2 separate regions of the Sus scrofa genome follow, and region 1 is linked to region 2. The links are chromatin contacts, called in public Hi-C maps. All regions are on one chromosome and are shown on one strand. The core of a region is the stretch at or near the end of the contact, and the rest is flanking DNA. Distances in the headings are between cores, read along the strand shown.

Evidence for each region. A called contact is a pair of places that touch in the nucleus more often than the background predicts.
Region 1: a Hi-C map of heart right ventricle shows a contact between it and region 2, with 2.2 times the contacts expected there. The contact joins two enhancer-like sites. A contact is called at or near these places in 4 of 47 Hi-C or Micro-C datasets (embryonic fibroblasts, fetal skeletal muscle, heart right ventricle and 1 more) and 1 of 2 datasets of contacts at active chromatin or transcription factors (alveolar macrophages).

The regions. Positions count from the first base shown.
Region 1 is chr13:33,625,621-33,632,089 of Sscrofa11.1, forward strand. DOCK3 (dedicator of cytokinesis protein 3) reads left to right here. Exons shown (of 55, transcript XM_021068838.1): 40 at 1,123-1,209; 41 at 2,944-3,048. Among named protein-coding and RNA genes, the nearest start is that of MANF, 29 kb to the right of the region's middle. Within about 2 kb of position 3,486, at least 4 of the 83 cell types and tissues checked have an H3K27ac peak or open chromatin away from gene starts, as enhancers often do.
Region 2 is chr13:33,122,442-33,128,717 of Sscrofa11.1, forward strand. It overlaps MAPKAPK3 (mitogen-activated protein kinase-activated protein kinase 3), which reads left to right. Exons shown (of 11, transcript NM_001143717.1): 8 at 241-365; 9 at 830-915; 10 at 1,188-1,268; 11 at 1,977-3,379. The coding sequence ends at 2,129. LOC110256233 (a long non-coding RNA gene) reads right to left here. Exons shown (of 2, transcript XR_002337537.1): 2 at 2,857-5,293. Among named protein-coding and RNA genes, the nearest start is that of DOCK3, 27 kb to the right of the region's middle. Within about 2 kb of position 3,245, at least 27 of the 83 cell types and tissues checked have an H3K27ac peak or open chromatin away from gene starts, as enhancers often do.

The DNA.
Region 1 (6,469 bases), core at 2,236-4,735, 500 kb after region 2:
ATACAGTCACCTCACAGAATGGCCATCGTCAAAAAGTCTACAAATAATAAATGCTGGAGATGGTGTGGAGAAAAAGAAATCCTCCTGCATTATTGGTGGGAATGTAAATTGGTACAACCATTATGGAAAGCAGTATGGAGTTTCCTCAGAACTAAATCCAGTCCCTCTCCTGGATCATATGGACATCTATCTGGACAAAACTATAATTCAAAAAGATACATGTACCCCTATGTTTGTAGAAGTGCTATTTACAATAGCCAAGAAGACATAGAAACAACTTAATTGTCCATCAACAGATAAATGGACAAAGAATATGTGAGATAAACACGCACGCACACACACACACACACACACACACACCCCACAATGGAATATTGCTCAGCCATAAAAATAAAAAAAGAATGAAATATTGTCATTTATAGCAACATGGATGGACCTAGAGATTATCATACTAAGTGAAGTGAGACACAGAAAGACAAATATGATATCACTTATATGTGGAATCTTTAAAAAATGATACAAATGAACTTATTTACCAAATAGAAAAAGACTCACAAACATAGAAAACAAATTTATGGTTAACAAAGGGGAAAAGGAGGGGGAGAAATAAATTAGGAGTCTGGGATTAACAGGTACACAGAACTTTACATAAAACAGATAACGAGGACTTATTATATAGCACAGGAAACTGTATTCAATAGCTTGTAATAACCTACAACCTGAGAAAGATTCACATATATGTAACTGAATCACTTTACACTTGAAACTGACACAACATTGTAAATCAACTATACTTCAATTTTTTTTAAGTAAATACTTTTTCAAAATAAGATAACTTCAGAGTAATGAAGAAGAATGGATGAGGTAGTGCCTGTCCCTGATAAGGTAGTCAGGGAAAGGCCTCTTGCAGGTGCAAACATTTGAGTAGAAACCTGAAAGCCATGCCTTGAGCCAGAAAGCCACAGTGCTGTGTGTTCTCCACAAATTGGATTTGAACATATGTTCTTTGTGACATATGAATTGTAGGAGGCCTTTGATTATGCCCTCTGATGTGTTTGATATGGGCTTGGGCTGTCCCTAGGATGTATAAAGTGCTAAAGCCATGTTCTATTTCTGACGCAGAGTTGGGAGTTTGGGATCCCACTGTGCAGGGAGCTGGCCTGTCAGTATGAGAGCCTCTATGATTATCAGAGCCTCAGCTGGATTCGGGTAAGCTTTTCCCGTTCCCCTTGCCTAAACCTGACTGGAGGTGCTAGCACTTTCCTGGCACGAGCTTCTAAGGGAACATTTACTGTGGGTACAGCCTTTGTCTTAGTGCTGTGGACAGTATAGAAGAAGCAGAGGCCAGGGTTCCTACCCTGGAGATGCTTGCATTCTGGCTGGGGAACCACAACACACACCTGACAAATGATTGTGTGATTCACACCCCTAGAGCCACTGGTGCTCAAGGAAGGGAGAAGCAGCATACACAGGATAGGATGAGGGTTTCAAGGAGGAGGTGGCATCTTGACTTTATGAAGAAGCTTTTCCTGAAATGATTTTGTTCAGGGATGCTTCATTGGAAAACATGATAAGATCTTTCTCTGCTTTGGCTTGTGGTCACTTCCAAATACCCAAGAAAGGGAAGTTCTTATTCCCTTTTCGGATGCAAAATTAAGTAAATGGACTTTGAAGGTCTCCACCCAAAATTTTTCCACTTGCTGCTGCTGGATTTTGAATCATAACAGCTGCTTAGGTTATTGGCAAAGAGAAGCCAGGCATCTCAGTTCCTCCTCCTTATGCGCCCTTGTCAGCATGGCTAGCTCTGCTGGATTCCCTGATCCTGATCAGGGTTTGGGCCTGTCTACTAGATATTGTTCTCCAGTGATAGCTTTTTAGCTGGCTTTGAAGGCTTCAGCTCCCTGCCAGTCTGGCTTGACTAAGTGTGTTAGAGCTGTCTTCCCAGTCAAATTTCAGTGAGTTTTTCTGAATGTGAAACCAGGTCCGCCAGGACTAAAAAACTTATTGACCTTAGTAGTGCCAGACATCATGGCATAGTTCAACTTTTAAAGTTTATAATCTGGAGTTCCCTGGTGGCCTAGGGTTTAAGGAGCATTGTGGAAATCCTGTTATGGCACAAGATCACTGGTATCTCTGCAGCACCAGGACACAGGTTCAGTCCATGAGCCAGCACAGTGGGTTAAAGGATCCAGCACTGCCACAGCTGCAGCGTAGGTTGCAACTGTGGCTCAGATCTGATCCCTGGCCCAGGAACTCCATATGCCACAGGGCAGCCAGAACATAAAAAAAGGATTCAGCATTGTTACTGCTGTGGCTCAGCTTCAGTCACTGGCAGGTTCTGCATGCTGTGAGCGTGGCCAAAAAAATAAATTTTAAAATCTCCCAAATTGGGACCAGTACTAGTGATGCTGGTAACTAAGCCTTCCTCACTCTCACTCTGTTAGCATCTTCTGTCAGATGATAAAATGGACAAAAGTAATGCAGTTGGACTGGTGGAAAATGGTGCTGAGAATTGCTGTTAGCCACCTATAAGTAACAATAGTCAGGGGTCAACTGGTATAGTGTGTGTTAGTCAAAACCAGAAATCCCTGGACAGAAAAATAAGTCCATGTTAAACATGTGCCTATGAAAGTCCAGGAAGCATAAATCTCTGTGGGGTGGGGTCCACTTCCAGGGAAGGACACACTGAGCAGCTTCTTAGAGCTGCAGAGAGCAAGCCTATCCCTGCTGCACCATCGAATGGTAATGGAGAGGGAGGGCTTCCTCTCCAACAGGCAGCTCCATGGGGAGAGGTTGATCACGGCCAGGAGCTCTCTTTCTATCTAGACTGAGTCACCATGTTCTCTTTCTAAAAGACAGTGTCTACTTAGGCCTGGGAGAACTTGCTTTGGACACCACTAGCAGTCAAGCCAACCTGAAGGCAACTGCCTTTTTCGTTCACAGAAAATGGAGGCCAGCTACTATGACAACATCATGGAGCAACAGCGCCTGGAGCCTGAGTTCTTTCGTGTTGGCTTCTATGGCAGGAAGTTTCCTTTCTTCCTTCGGGTGAGTCCACTCAGGTAGTCATAAAAACTTCTATCATGTTTTATACAGAATTTATGTATAAACCTTTTTTTTTTTTTAATTCTTCCCTGTTCTACTGAATAGTACTTTTTGGAGGACCGACCAGTCAATGAAGGGCATTTGGCACTGGACCAGCTACCAACTTTAGACTCTGTTTTTTTCAGTTATACTGTTTTTTGCTACCTGGAATACATGAGGGTGGTTTTCTTACCAAATCAACCCAAGTTCCTGCAGGAAATGACCAGGCTCTGAGAATGTCCCATAGCTATGTTTAGGAACATTTCCACTTCTGTTTCCAGTGCCTGGAATCCTCCGTTGTGATTATTTTCAGCCAGACTGGATATCAGTACAGCCCTGACTTCAACAGTATGCTGACCTCTTGGTGTTTGGCATTTAAGAGGATCATTCTTCCCCCTGGCTGAACTGTAGGCTTTGCAGCCAGCTTGGAGAACAGGGGATCTGAGAGAACTCAGAGGATAGTCCCCTGTGCTCCCAGGGTTTGTAGGAGCTGCCAAACATTGGATTTGGCTGTGGAAAGCCTTTCCTAGGCGGCCAGTTCTCTGGCTCATGATGATGATAGCCATTTTTCTCCATTGCTGGAAAGGTTGAGCTGGGATATAAACAGAGTGGAAGGAATGACTGAGCACAGATATGCTGACACCAGTTGAACATTTGCGATTTTTTTGCCTTTATTCAGCACTACCCACAGGCTCCAGGAGGACTCACCCTGGGCTCGTAGTCTGTAGCCCATAGGTATTCAGTGTTCTCAGATGACCTGAATGAAGCTGTGCTGATGGAAGTGTCCTAGGACTGCATTTGAGACCTGAGACTAGCTCTGATTGTCCCCAGTTCCAGTATCTTTCTAAGGTTCAGTGTCCATGAATCTCAAGAAGCAGCTGGGAAAGTTCATAGGATTCCTTTGATGTATTTGGGATCCTGAGTTATTGGAGAAATTGCTTTAGCCAGTGAGGAAAAATAAGCTTGCTATCTTATTGAAGGTCAGTTGGACTAATGGCTCCTTAAAAAAAAGCCTGCTAAGCAACAGAGTCCAGGCTGACCCCATTTCAGATGTAACGCAGGTCAACTTGCACATTTCCTGGGCAGTAATCATTCTAGACCAAAAAGAAAAATGATTTCTGTAGGAATTAGTAATAGTGACAGGGACAGCAAGCACACTCTGCCTAATGTTGATCCCCAGAAGGCTTCAACTCCATTCCATGAGAGTGTTTCTGGTAGCAGAATGTGAATGAGCAGAGGATCTCCTCAGGAGACTGGACCTCCTTCTCTCTCTAGGGACCCTTCAGCCCAGGCATTTCAGAAGTGGTATATTTGTTACCCGCCCAGCACAGATCCTACAGCAGCAGTAGTGGTAGAGGTCAACAGAAGAGGAAGAAGGAATAGTATAAGAAATAGAAGCCAAAAGCAACTCTAGAAAGTCCTTTGATGAGCTAATGAGTCTGGCCCTGTAACTTATTTCCTTCTCATTTTATCTTTGCAAATTATGCTTTATTGCTGTTTTACTCTCCTTGCTTAGTCCCACAATTCTCTTTTTTAAAAAAAAATTTTTTTTTTTTTGTCTTTTTGGGGCTGTACCTGCAGCATATGGAGGTTCCCAGGCTAGAGGTCTAATTGGAGCTACAGCTGCTGGCCTACGCCACAGCCGCAGCAACTCGGGATCTGAGCCATGTCTGCAACCTACACCACAGCTCACGGCAACACCGGATCCTTAAGCCACTGAGTGAGGCCAGGGATTGAACCCGCAACCTCGTGGTTCCTAGTCGGATTCGTTTCCACTGCACCACAGTGGGAACTCCTAGTCCCACAATTTGAACATCATCAACCAGATTTTATTCCAAAACATCATCATTTTGGGTATTATAAAATCTGGCTCTCATGTCCCCCATTTTTGTCCCTGCCAAACAAGAAGTCTCCAGCGTGGTTCCACCTGCTTCCCACCCTTATGCCCATGTCACAGGGGACATTATTATCTCGGGGCTTTCAGAGCTTTTTGACAAATAGGACCTAGCATAGAACTTGACCTTGAGCCATTCATGAAATGTTCACAGGTGACAGTTTAAATGTTCAAATGTGGTTTCAAGGATGCCAGTAACAAGAAAAATAACAAGAGGTGTTAGGATATGTCAGCCTTCAGTCAGTCCATTCTCATCCCCACACGAGGAGCTATGTTTCATGAGGACAAAATCTGCCTGGTCTGGCCTTCCCTTCCCTCAGCTGCAGAGTTCATCTCTGGCAACTGGAATAAGTTCAGCGGAGGTAGCCGTTTACCTTGGAAATGGCAAGAACGAAGTGTAAAGCAGTGGCAGCCAGATCTGTCTTATGTGGGGATGCTGGCGCTCTCACCTGAGCAAACTTGAAACCAACAGCAAGCCTCAAGGTCAACATTATGTGCCTCCCTCCTGCTGGGCCTTCCCCAGAAGGCTAGGCTACTCTTTCACCTTCCCTGAACACATAGGCCATCTATTACTTTAGCTCTGTCAGCTTGATTTCTCTGGACCATCTGCCTGCCTTGCTTCACAAATGTGATTATCTACTAATCTGCATGGAAACAGGAAAACATCCAGCCCTCTCTTCTTGAGAGAATTTCTGTTTCTCTTCATTTGATCCACGAACAGACGCTAGTGACCATTGTACATTGTGAGTGGATATGAAAAGGCCAATTTGTCACAATTACCTTCTTTGTCATTTCTGCTTTTCAGGCAAGGGACTTAGAAATGTCTCTTTCCTTGCTCCTCCTGACCTTGACTTCCCTTCCAGTATTGCCCTTTCGTTCTCATCCATCTGGACATGTGTTCTAGCCTTGGTTGAGTTCACCTATAGTAGGAGAAGTGAAAAATGGGCAGAAATACTGTTCTATAAAGGCGAGGTCATCTACAGCCTGGCCTGTGATGTTCCCTATACTGGGAAAGGTAGGGCTGGCCCTGTGGGACCTCTCTCTCTGTTCCTCTGAACACATGCCAAGAGGGGCTGCCAGTGCCTAACACCATTTGTCAAAGTGAATCTGGTGAGGCAGGTAGGCAGGCAGACAGATGTAACCAGAGGGTTTCAGAAGAGCCTCCTCCAGCCGCTCACTCTTGACCAGCTGTGAGGTAGGCAGAGCAGGAGGGTTGAGGGTGTGCCTTTCATACCTTCCACCTGAGACCTAGCCTATACCAAACAGAACATGAGGTTTTAAGAAATGTGCAGTCAGGGGAGTTCCCATTGTGGCTCAGTGGTTAACAAATCTGACTAGGAACCATGAGGTTGCAGGTTCGATCCCTGACCTTGCTCAGTGGGTTAGGGATCCGGCATTGCCGTGAGCTGTGGTGCAGGTCGCAGATGTGGCTCAGATCTGGCGTTGCTGTGGCTCTGGCATAGGCCGGTGGCTACAGCTCTGATTAGACCC
Region 2 (6,276 bases), core at 1,995-4,494:
TGCTTCCCCATCCTTGGTAAGGTGCCCAAGCAGGTCAGCCTTCAAGCTGGCTGCCCTTCCCTTCTGGTCTAGGCATACCCCTTCTTCAGGTTCCCTGAAGGCCTGCCCGTGCTAAGGGCAGATGCTCTTCCCTCAGAGGGCTAGTATTACTGCCATGGTGTCTGGCTGCCTGGGGAGGAGGATGGGTCGGCCCTGGTGCTGCCCCAACACCTGTGCCAAATGACCTCCACCCTCCCTCAGCCTGTGCGGCTTCCCGCCCTTCTACTCCAACACGGGCCAGGCCATCTCCCCAGGGATGAAGAGGAGGATCCGCCTGGGCCAGTATGGCTTCCCTAATCCTGAGTGGTCAGAGGTCTCTGAGGATGGTGAGTAAATCTCTGCCCTAGTTTGCTCCACCGGACCCCATCAGCCTTCCTTCTGGAGGAGACCACTTTCGTAGTGGACTGACCTCTGTTCAGATCTTCGTTCGTCCACATCCCCGCTGTGTGATCCTAGGCAAGTCACGTAACCCTTTTGAACCTCAGTTTCTGTATTTCTGCTCAAAACCTGCCTCCTCAAAACCTCCTCTACCTCCTGTCTTTCATTCATACTTTCCCTTTGGGGACCACAAACAAGTCTGCCCTTGTTTAGAAAACTGATAGAAATATCAGTTTTAATTGCTGCTTAACAAATTACCCTGAACACATAGTGCCTTATGACAAGAAATGGTTATTAGCTCGCTTTTTCTGTGGGCCAGGAATTTGGGAGCACATGCAGAGCTGGTGGTTTATGGGAGGGGGGCCTGGCTCTGAGGAACTCTGCAGCCCGGCCACTCCCCTGTCTTCTCTAGCTAAGCAGCTGATCCGCCTCCTGCTGAAGACAGACCCCACGGAGAGGCTGACCATCTCACAATTCATGAACCATCCCTGGATCAACGTGAGCGCCTCTTCGACCTCAGGCGGGCAGGGTGATGAGCTTGAGCAGGGCTGCCAGGAGGGGTGACAGCTCTGGAGGCCCTGGTGTGGGCCACAGATGTGTGGTAGTGCCCCACCTACAGCCTGCCTTTGCCACTGCTCCCATCAGGCTCCTTCATCTCCCTGAGCCTCAGTTTCCCCATCTGAGATTGGAAGGAAGGGGGTGGGATGGGACAGCCCATGCTGTCCCCGGTGCCTGCAGGGTCTCATCTATGGACTTGGGGCTCCTTCCAGCAATCAATGGTGGTGCCGCAGACTCCACTCTACACGGCCCGAGTGCTGCAGGAGGACAAAGACCACTGGGATGAAGTCAAGGTGGGTGGACTACCCCTCAAGCTCTCTGTAGGTAACATGGTTTTGCAGAGAGGGACTCCAGAGTGATGACTACCCTGAACCTGGGTTTTCGGCCCCCTCTGCCCTTGTGTCATTGAGTGCACCAGTGGCCTGACTACGGCACTTGGAGCTTTGGGCTGCACTGCTCCATTCAGGCTGTGCTTCTGGCTCTCTCCCTAAGTGAAGAGGGGTTTGAGCCAGGGGCTCCGTGAAGGGGCTTTGGCCCCAAGTTTTGGCCGTCATCCTTCTTATAGTCTGCAGCATTTGGGAGGGTGATCAGCCTGGTTTCAGACTCAGCAGAGGCCAGATTTGAGCATATGAAGCAGCAGCTTGGAGCCCAGGGCAACCAGGGCACAATCTTCAGGCACCAGCAAGACGGCATCCCCTTGCAGGCTTTGTGGTTCTGAACAAGTGACATTGGTCCAAGGCCCTTTCCTACTTACCCTTGTTGTGGTCCGAGGGAGTCATTATCCTTTCTTTGCCTTAGCAAATGAGCTCAGTGTCCACCACAATGGATTAGATCGAGGATTTCGTGAGGCAAAGGGATGGGTCCAGTGCTGGGTACACAGGGGGCACTTGGGCAGCAAAGGTGGTCCCTGCCATCACTAACATTATTAAGGGGCTACCCAGGTAGGAGGGTGACATTTCTTGGGGTCAGTACATCTGTCCTCCCCCAACATCCGTCCCCAGGAGGAAATGACCAGTGCCCTGGCAACCATGCGGGTGGACTATGACCAGGTGAAGATCAAGGACCTGAAGACCTCGAACAACCGGCTCCTCAACAAGCGGAGGAAGAAGCAGGCAGGCAGCTCCTCAGCCTCACAGGGCTGCAACAACCAGTAGCTCATGTGGCCTTGGAGGGGCCAGGCCTCTCATCCTGGAGGACACACTGGACCCCCAGAGGGCCCAGAGTCATTTTTTTTAACAGAAGGATTATTTTGTTGTGTTTTAATCTGTCACTCGGAACTTCAGGATAAGGGAACGTGACCTCCATCCTTCAGAGTCCCTGCTTAGGTTCAGGCCCTAGAGAAGGGTCAAAGCCTGGGGGTAGGGAGCCACCAGCTACCGCTGCAGTGCCTTTGACCAGAGCAGCCTGAATGAACTGTGGCTCCGTCCTGCCCTGGGCATGGCCGTAGACTTCTAGGCCACTGGGAGTTGTGGCTGGGCTTCCCTCCTTCCATGGAAACAGCTCCCTGTAGGGTGGGCAGATGGGCCTGGCCTTGGGAAAGACATCCGGCTGCTGGTTGTCATGGTGACCAGGGACCGAACTGCTGTCTCTGAATGCTGAGTGAGTAAGCAAGGGAGGGAGAAGGGGCAATTGAGGGTCTGCCTGCCTTCTTGGGGAGGCTTCTCTCCTTTGTGCTGCTTGCCCCTCTCAGGCTCACCCTTCTTTGGTTTCCCCGAGGCCGCAGAGCCAGTCTGCCAGCTGCCCAGAGTGGTCCAGCCCTGACTTGCTGCAACCCCATTGCACAGGGCCCTGGGAATTCTCCTTCCACAGAGTCCCTGGGCCCAGACGTGCTGTTACTGCCTTCTACCCAAAGAGTGGCCTCTCATCTCAATAGGGTGGGAGGTATTTTTTAACTGTTTTTTACTTTGGAAAATGTCACTGTGACACAAGCCAGTACGGTTACCCTGCCCCCACCTGCTCACCAGATCCCAGGCAGGAAAGCCTCTTCTTAACAGTTCATCCACTCTTCTGTCCTGGTTGATAACCAGGGTTGTCTCTTGGTGCACTTTTGTGAGAGTGGATGAATGGGGGCAGGGCCAAGAGTCCCCCTGTTAATCAGGGGTCTCTTTCTATACCCCAGATCTGACGCAAGGCAGCGGAGAGCTGCTGTGTGATCCTTAGAGGGTCTGGTCCTAGTCAGAGCAGAGGGCCCCTTCCATGCTGGTCCAGGCTCATCCACCCCACACTGCCCAGACAGCCTCAGGGTGCTGAATGCCTGATCTAGGCCTGGCAAGTGCCTGATACCCTAGCCTGGTTCCTGATTCCTGACCCTTCTTGCACTGGCTGGGAAACCCTAGGCCACGTCAGACAGGACAACAATGCTGGGTTTTACATACAGGTATTAATAAAAATAGTTTGGCATTTTCCCTTGGTTCCGGGTTTCTCTTTGTCTACATGAGTGGACAAAAGTGGCCCAAGGGCACGTGCTCACACCCACCAGTGATTTCATTCCTGCTGGAGAGTGTGCCTCAGGCTTGGTAAACATGCCAACCTCACTCCAGGGCCACCTTGGCCTCACCAGGCATGGAAAGGTCGGCTCTATGCCACCCCATTGCCCTGTGTGTGTGACACCCATCCCTGGCCCGGTGCGTACCAGCGTCTGCCCACAGTGGCCACCCCCAGCTGTGTGCCAGCCTGCTGAAGGGCGGGCAGAGCGCCTGCTGCAGCGCTGAGCTATTTTCAGAAGCTGCCAGATTTCATTTGGCAGCAAGAATGTCGGGGAGGGGAGGGGGCGGGACGCTGGAGATTGTCTTTTGACTACTCCAGCGACAGAGCACCCTCAGCCTTGGGAGCGCTTGCGGGCAGGCTGGAGGGGGCCCCGACTGTGGCAGATTCCCAGCTCCCGTCCTTCCGGTTTCCCAAGAGCTTCTCAGGCAATGGCACTGGTAACCGCAGCGGCGCACCCCCCCCCCACCTCCCTTCCCCTCAGGCTGTGGGGGAGGGCACGGTGCCGTTGGAAGGCAGGGGCAGGAGAGCGCACCGGGGCTGAGTGCTGCTTCCTAGCCTGGCGACCTGGGACAAGTCTTCAAGCTTTCCTGCCTGAGTTTCCTCAACTGTGGGGAAGTCCTCTGGAGGATCTGGGCAGATGATGTGTGGAGTACTTAGTGGGGTGCCTGGTGCATGGCTTGTGCCCCCCACCCATTTGCTGTCCCAGCATCCTTGCTGACAGGAAGGAGAGAAGTACCTGAAATTGTTCAAGGGAAAAGCAGTCCAGCCCCAAACCTACCTCTGGGACTTTCCACCCAGAGAGTCAGACTTTCTCCACCCATGGGGTCTCATTCCCAAGGGCCTGCTCTCCAGAACAGCATCATTTGAGCTTCTTGGACCTTGATTCCAGCTGGGCTTCAAGGAGCATGGCTACATTTCTAAAGGGTTTCTGGGCTCTCCAGATGATTCCTAGGGGCCTCACAGAGCCTGTGGTTTAGACCAACCCTCATCATGTACTCTGTTCGGTGAAATGCTGGCCAGATGCAAAGGCGGATAGAGTCTCTGGTCCCAGAGCTGCAGAGACCAACTCTTGCTGGGCTACAGAGGGCCCATTGCCTGAGACCCTGTGCTGAGTGCAAGGAAGGCAGCAGTGAAATCTGTGGCTAGAATCTCACCTTGGGGAGTTGATACACATGAGCGAGAAGGACAAAATATCACACAGGTCCACGCTGAATCATGGGCTTGATATGGTTTATGAAAGAAGGAACTGACTTGAGAAGGAAGTGTCATTGGGCAGTTTAAGGCCAAGAGGGAATTTATGCTCCAGTGTCTGGGGAGGGTGCCCAATAAATTGCGGGGTTGAAGGCAGAACCGTGGGGGTCAGGGCCTTAGAGACAGAGGGACTCTGTACCCCTCAGCTCTGCCTGGCTGTGCTTCTCCTGGGGGCTGGCCTTGATCTTCCTCCTGTACTTCCTTCTCTGCATGCAAGACCAGAGCTTGAGCAGTCCCAGCAGGGAGGCATCTGCTCAGCTATCTGCATGCCAGTCCGAGGGAAGGATTCTTATTGGCCATACCTGGCCCATTGGTGTTGCAGAGGGCATGCCCCTTCCTGTGACTAGGTGGGGAGGGTTGTAGTAGAGGTGGTTAGCAGAGGAGGGGGTGGAAAGATTGCCGCCATGTCTCCCACATCTTTGTGACCTCTGGCAAGAACCCCGTAGGAGCCTGGCCCAGTGACACGCACAGCTCAGGGCCTTGGCATCAGGTTTATGGCATCAGGTACAACTCTCACAAGCCAGGATTGGAAGGCTGGATGCCCAGCCAAGTCACGCTCTCTGGGCCTCGATGTAGCTGTCTGTGAAATGGGAACAAATCCTGACAATTAGTTGGTATTCAGGTGAGCTGAGAAGCCAAGGGGACACACGGTCATTCACATGAGCCTATTCCAACACACACATTTGCATGGGCTTCATGTGGCTTCCCTGGGAGCTTTCAGTAAAGAGGCCATAAGAGGTGTATTCACGTGTGTGTGCATGCATGCATGAGTGTGTGTGTGTGTGTGTGTGTGTGTGTGTGTGTGCGCGTGTGTGATGCTTCCTCCCAGTGATGCTCCCCACGACCCAGCTGACAGCGGAGTTCTCTGTCTTGCAAACCTGGTGCTGGCCGGCTTCCAGTGGCCCGGCTCATTGCTATTCCACGCCAGCCCTCGATTCAGCCCCTCCACTGCAGCATCAGAATTGAGCCTCAAGATGCAGCTTGCTGCAACCTCTGCAGGGGTCTTGATGCTTCCAGGACTGCCTAAAACTCCCTCTCTCTACAGGTCCTGGGTTGCTGTCTCTGGACCTGGCTGGCTTGGGCTCAGCCTTTGCATCCCCAGAGGGTTCTCATAGCTTCCCCCCAAACCAAGCAGGTTAAAATCTCCCCCTTTGTCCTTCTGCACAGCCAGAATGTTTACCCCTTGGAATTGAGGCCAGCAAGTGGGGAAGGGTCTGGGAAGCTCACCTCCCACCCTGTGTGTGGGGTAGGGTGGGATTATTTAGTTTAGAGCCAGGAGATCTCAGCTCTGGTTTATTTGAAGCATCTGGCAAGGCTGTTCCGCTTTTTGAGGTTCCCCACCAGTAAAATGAGACATTGATTAATCGGGGTCAGATCTTCTTAGCACCCGTGGTTGACATGCTGCCACTCACTGGGTGGTGGGTTGTGAGGATGCCCTGTGGACTCAGGAGCTCATGTACTTTGCTAGGCCTCCATTTTCTTACCTCTTACATGGGAGTAATCCTCACAAAGGTGGGGCAGGGCTGCTGTGGAGAAGGGGACAGGTGGCCAAGCCCAAAGGCC